Regions from separate parts of the Macaca mulatta genome. Here region 2 is linked to region 1. Evidence: chromatin contacts called from public Hi-C data. All regions are on one chromosome and are shown on one strand. Each heading gives the region's core, a stretch centred on a gene start, on an enhancer-like site or on the middle of the called end of the contact. The rest is flanking DNA. Distances are from core to core; before and after follow the strand shown.

The links. A called contact is a pair of places that touch in the nucleus more often than the background predicts.
Region 2: a Hi-C map of cortical neurons shows a contact between it and region 1, with 2.4 times the contacts expected there. The contact joins the promoter of DNAJC16 here to the promoter of DDI2 in region 1. A contact is called at or near these places in 2 of 14 Hi-C or Micro-C datasets (cortical neurons and liver).

The regions. Positions count from the first base shown.
Region 1 is chr1:225,423,918-225,427,090 of T2T-MMU8v2.0, forward strand. DDI2 (DDI proteasomal shuttling factor 2) reads right to left here and starts at 1,559. Exons shown (of 10, transcript XM_015119175.3): 1 at 1,211-1,559. The coding sequence starts at 1,348.
Region 2 is chr1:225,513,843-225,517,015 of T2T-MMU8v2.0, forward strand. It overlaps DNAJC16 (DnaJ heat shock protein family (Hsp40) member C16), which reads right to left and starts at 1,695. Exons shown (of 15, transcript XM_015118651.3): 1 at 1,541-1,695.

The DNA.
Region 1 (3,173 bases), core at 309-2,808:
GGATTAACTTTTGAAATTCTTTCTGAACAGCTTTATGCCAAGGTTCTAAAGTTCACATTGTGTAAAGGAATCATACTTCTGAACAAAATATTGACACATGTGTTTACCATAACACAGCAAAACAAGCTGTAGTTGGGCAATCGTTTTGTAAACTATTTCATAACTGCAGTAGAAAATCAAGATTTACATGATGGAGCCTTGGGAGACTTCTGTAATTTTCTTAATGTTTAGACTACGTTCTCTAGGCTAAATTTATTAAGTCATGATCTAAGGGTTTTAGTGTAAAGTTTACAGGGTTATTGTCACCGATTCTGTTTGATAAAGACTAGGGGCAGCCCCAAAGCATTTTGAGAATTACTTTGCTTAGTTAAAATATGAGAGGTTGAACTTCTTTCCAGCAAAGCAAGCTGAGTAGGGAAATGAAACCACCAAACAGCAGATATTAGGCCGTTTCCAAGCACATATCCTTTTAAAGCATTGAGCTTTGAACTGACCCAAACTCTGAACTGTGGCCTGAAAGAAAATGGGCCCTCTGGCTTACTACCAGGGTAGAACCGAAAGAAACAAACAGCTTGAGTTGAACCAACAGGTACTGTTTTTCAAAAGAATTTAACCAGAAACGCATGTAGTGGGTAAAGAGCACTTCCAAAGACCCCAAAACGAGGTAGTGCAAGTCTTAAACTTTTTCTTTCACCGGAAGTGCAAATCTGTGCATTTAAACTGCGTATATTTAAGCAGAAACCCTCTCCAAAAAAAAAAAAAAAAGAGAGAGAGAAGCAGAGGAACATCTATCTACCACAGTGATCCAAACTGGTATTTCTGGTTTGCAGGACGTATGAACCCTAGCAAACCCAGGGCTGCTTCTGAGGTCCACAACGATATCCTACACTCGGGATCAGAAAAAGGGCCAAAGAGCCAAAGGTGAGGAGGGTTAGCGCTGCTCTACAGTCCACGCGCCCCTCACGCTGCAGTGGGTGCGTCTGCGGTCAGGTTCTCCGCTCCCTCTCCTCGTACCCCACCCCACGCTCGGGGTGTGTGAGGGCAGCTACCGATGCCAGCTCCCCAACTCCTTCCCGGATGCGGGGGTGACCTGAGAATGGCTATCCCTGCTCACCCCAGCCCCCAATTCTTCACCAGTAGCAAAGGGAGTGCGGCCCCGAGGCGGGGAGGGCTTAGCTCCGGGGCAGGCCCGGCTCGCTGCCCGGCGTACCTGGCTCTCGGCTGCGGGGATGCCAGACTCGAGCTCGCACAGCGCGCGGAAGTTGTGCAGCTCGAAGTCGGCGTCGACCTGGAGGGAAAAGGTCACCTCGGAGAGGTCCCTCCGCACACAGTACACGGTGAGCAGCATGGCCCGGGCCCGACCCGGCTCGGCCCGGCCTGGGCGCGGGGCGCAGGGGAAGAGGCGGCGGCGTGGCCTGGCTGGTGCTGCGGAAGGCCGGCGCGGGCTGCTCGCTCGCTCGCTCGCTCGCTCGCTCCCTCCCTCACACACGCTCAGTGAGTCACTCCCGCCCGCCCTCACTAGCAAGCACGGCCGCCGCCACCCGCCTGCGAGTCCGTCTGCCTGCCCGCCTGCCTCCCACGGCTGCCGCCAAGCGCGCCGCCCGCCCGGCGCCCCGCCCCGCCGCAACTCGGCTGCCGTAAAGCCCGCCTCGCCTTCCCCGCCTTCGCGACGCAGCGGGGGGCGGGGACTGGAAGGGGAGGAGGAAGCCTGGAGAAGATAGGAGGGGGAGGAGTGGGAAGGGGGCGTGGGAGGGGAGAGGGAGGAAGGGCGAGAAAAGGGGAGGGAAGAAAAGGAACGCGGAGAAGGAAATCTCTGCTGACTGGTTGACTTAATGACTGAGGTCTGTGGAGGAGTCCCCAGTCTTATTTGTTCACCGAACAGGCATTAAGTGCCTACCACGTGTCGGGCGCCGGCGACGCAGAAATGAATAAAAAGATAAATCCTTCTCCGTAACTCTCAATCTAGTACAGGAGTTAGTAATAAAAACGTATTTTTCGTGGTAGAAATTGAGGCTCCGAGAGAGTAATTCACTTCCTGTCTCAGTGATTTAGGATTAAAACCAAAATCATTACCCTCCCTAGTCTATAGAAGCCAGTTGGCTGTGGCCCACGCCTACCTCCCCAGCCCCTTCTCCCGAGCTCTTCCCACATTCTCTGCCCTCCCAACCACATAGCTCAGTTCCTACAAGGCTCCATTCCCCTGTCTTGTAAATAGTTTTCTCTCTACTTGGACTGTCTGTTTCCTAGCCCTAGCAACCTCTACCACCTAGCGCAGTGCCTTTTTGGGCACAGCTTAGAATCTGCTCAATAAATATTTGCTACTTTAATGGCCTGTTTAAGGCACATAGCTGATGAGTGATAGAGACCCAGAACTAACGTGCGGATGAGTAAGAAAACCAAAATTGAAAGATGAATTTGTAATGGATGCCAGATTAGCATCTTTCCATTTACTCCCACTCCCCCGTCCATGTAGGGAGCCCTTTTCCATTTTAACAGGAGAGAAGGAGCAAATAAGATGGCTGTGGGTGCAGGTAAGTAGGTAGTAAGTAGGCTGTTGGTGCAGGAAAGGGAGAATTAGCAGCCGAAGGCTTTTACGAAGAGAAAGTAGAGGAACAGGGTAGTGAGAATGCTTATATCGCCTACGAGCAACGGAAAGCTTGACTATCAGTGGCTTAAACAAACAAGGGTTTATTTTCTCACAGGAGAGAAGGCCTGGAGGTAGCAACAGCATTGGTTGAGTGGCTCACTGAAATTAGGGTCAATACCTCTGTAATTGTTTTGACTGTTTCCTGAGGGTTGCAATATATGGCTGGCTGCCTCCACGCCATGCATCATTTTCCTATTCAAGGAAAAAGGTTGCCCAGAAGTCCCTGTGCACATTTTTGCTTACATCTCACTGGACAGAATTGTGTCACATAGATGCGTAGAGGCTAGGAAAGCAAGTATTTAGCTTTGCCTAAAGGACATAAATAGGGAAAAGGGAGGCTGGGAATGGGTATTAGGAAAGACATACACAGTGCCTTCTACAGTGAATGTTTGAAATAACCATTGCAAATTGAAGTAAGTTTAGCCAAGAAATGTTCTAGGATTGTCCAGTGGGGGTATCAAGGAATCAGATGAGGCTGGACTCATTGGTTAATTGTTATATTTGGTCTAGTGGTGCTCAGGTTCCC
Region 2 (3,173 bases), core at 445-2,944, 90 kb after region 1:
ACAGAGGTGAAACACTAAAAAAACTGTGTAGTTAAAACGCAGTATACCTCAATTCTGTTCTTTCTCACCACACCCATTCAAATAAGAATATGAGAAGCTGCTCTTTAATCATTAGCAATATGGTCCTTTTTTTTTTTTTTTAGACGGAGTTTCACTGTTACCCAGGCTGGAGTGCAATGGCGGGATCTCCATTCACCGCAACCTCCGCCTCCCAGGTTCAAGCAGTTCTCCTGTCTCAGCCTCCCGAGTAGCTGGGATTACAGGCATGCACCACCATGCTTAGCTAATTTTTTGTATTTTTAGTAGAGACGGGGTTTCACCATATTGGCCAGGCTGGTTTTGAACTCTTGACCTCAGGTGATCCACCTGTCTCGGCTCCCAAATTGTTGGGATTACAGGCGTGAGCCATCGTGCCGGCCAATATGGTCATTATTAATGGAAACCTCAGATGAGAAAAAGTGGCAAGAAAAAATTCAGTTTTCCATGTGAAGAAGAATTAATGGCAAAGACCAAATAGCAGACATGATCTTTAAAAGTTTTAAGCTCCATCTCTGGTGAGTACATTGTGAATTTTGGAAATAATCCTGGCTGGTTAACGAACAGGGTAGTGCTGGAATTGTGGATATGTATACTCCACAATTATGATCGCTGTTATACCCTATGATGTTTTTCTCAATTTATCTTGATTTCTCATAAGCTAATACAGTTTTAAGGTTCAAATGTCTACTGTGACACCTTACTGAAGAGGGGCAAAGCTATAACAGTGGTAGATTTCCGTAAGTGCAAGTTTAATGCCGCCTGGGGGTCCTCACAAAATTGACTAATCTAATGATCAATGTTTAAAATTGCATACGTGCTGAATAAAATCCTAAAACAAACCAGTTTCTTCTTTGTTAAGGCAATCTATTATAGCCTACAAAACACGTGAAGGCGATGTAGCTACTGGTTAAGCATATGGGTTGAAGGCTGGGATCTACTCTCCCCTACTGTATTACCTTGGGCAAATTATTTAAACTTGCTAAGCATCAGCGTCCTTATTCATAAAATCGGAATGAATACTACTACCTTTAGTCCCCATCATGTGGGGACTAAATGCATCTAAAGGGTTTACTGAGCCCAGAGTCAACAGTCAATAAATGGTCGTTAGTGCTATTATTTCTACCATGCAGTACGACCACTGCCTTATTTAACTGTGTCAGTTCCTTCCAGTTAGAGGGCCCGAGTGGCGGCGGTCTGGGAAGTTCTTTCGCTGACATGCGAGATAGACGGCGCCGACCTCGGAGCAGCAAACACCTGCCCAACAGGTAGGCTGCCAACCCTCTGGGTAGCATCTCCAGGACCAGGAAGAGGCTCCCAGAGACACGCTCCAGGTCTAAAACCCGCCTCGCGCTCCCGCCGGAGGTCGCAACCCTACAGGAGACAACCCCCTCCCCCGCCGCCCTCCGAGAGCCCAGGGCCCGGCCCTGTTGGCTCCCGGCTCCCCCCGGGCCCGGCAGTGACTGGAAACAAGAAGGAACTGAGGGGAAATCCCTGAGTCGACCTGGCCCCGCCGCGTCCGCGGTTCCGCGCGTCACGCCGGGAAGGAGTTACCGGGAAAGTACACCGGCCCAACCGGCTGCAGCGTCCGTGCTCCAGTTAGTTCGCCGGGCCGGGAGCTTCCCGTCCACAACAGCGCTCGCCCGGGCCTGGGGAGGGAAAAGAGGCGGGGACAAGTCCGAGGGGAGTCACGTGACGCTTAAAGGTCCATCGCACTGAAGGCGAGGACTGAACAGGTCGAGGGTTTCTACTTGGCAAATATATTTGACCCTTGCCACTCGCCGTCTACGCGTGGACCTGGGGCGGTTGCTATAGGAACCAGGGGCGCTCTTTGGTTGCTTCCAAAGGGTTGATCGTGACCAAAGAGGCCAAAACGTGCCTCCTAGCGAGGCGAAGTCGCTATGCATGATGGGATGCCAGAAGGACCTCCTCTATCCAGGAAGGTGTTTCCGCTGCTACCGAGAGATGGCCCTCGTCTAGCAACAGTTGCTAGGATGGGGACGCAATCTCTGGTCCCTATTCTCTTTAACCCTATTCATAGAATCCTAGAGCGTCAGATTGGAAGGGACCCTAGGGATTCTTTAACTCTCCAACTCCTCCAATATTGATAAGGAGACTGAGGTCCAGAGAGGGGCAGGGATTTGCCCAAGGCCTAGAATCCAGGATTCCTTTTATTTTTGTTTACTGATTTTTTTTTTTTTGAGTTGAGAGAATCCAGGACTCCTAATCCCGTTTACCGAAAGGCGAGCTCCACCCAAGAATGTACCGGTCTCTGCCTTAAGCACGGGGAAAGGGCGGTGGGGGTTGGGAGAGGGATAAGGCACAGGTGAGGGAAACTTTCTTTGAGCCAATGAGATAGATGCCTTGGGGATATAAAGAGCTTTCATCTCTCTGCCCTGTTTTTATTTTTTTCTCTTTGCATTTATCACTAACATACTATGTCTTTTATTTATTTATATAGTTTATCACCTGATCCTTCCACTGGAATGTAAACTCTAAAAGCAGGGATTTTGTTTTGTTCACCTCCATGTTCTCAGTGTTTGACTACAGCCTCAATAAATATTCGGAAAGACCGGGCGCAGTGGCTCAAGCCTGTAATTCCAGCACTTTGGGAGGCCGAGACGGGCGGGTCATGAGGTCAGGAGATCGAGACCATCCTGGCTAACACGGTGAAACCCCGTCTCTACTAAAAAATACAAAAAAACTAGCCGGGCCAGGTGGCGGGCGCCTGTAGTCCCAGCTACTCAGGAGGCTGAGGCAGGAGAATGGCGTAAACCCGGGAGGCGGAGCTTGCAGTGAGCCGAGATCGCACCACTGCACTCCAGCCTGGGCAACAGAGCGAGACTCCGTCTCAAAAAAAAAAAACAAAATTCGGAGAATAAGTGAACGAATGGGGCTGAGGTTTTGCTGCTCAAGCGATTATATTCTAAGGTGGACTCTTGGATTTTAAAAGTGTGGCTTGTCGAGTCAGGTTTCGGGTTTCAATCCTGCCTGCCTCGGCCGCTTACTGCCCATGTGTCCTTAAACATTCGTTTCCCTGAACCCTAGGGTCTACATCTGTAAAACTGGCAGGGGGTGGGGGCGGGAATACTTTCCTGGCAGGATTGTAGTTAAGGATAAATGAGATAAGCATGAAA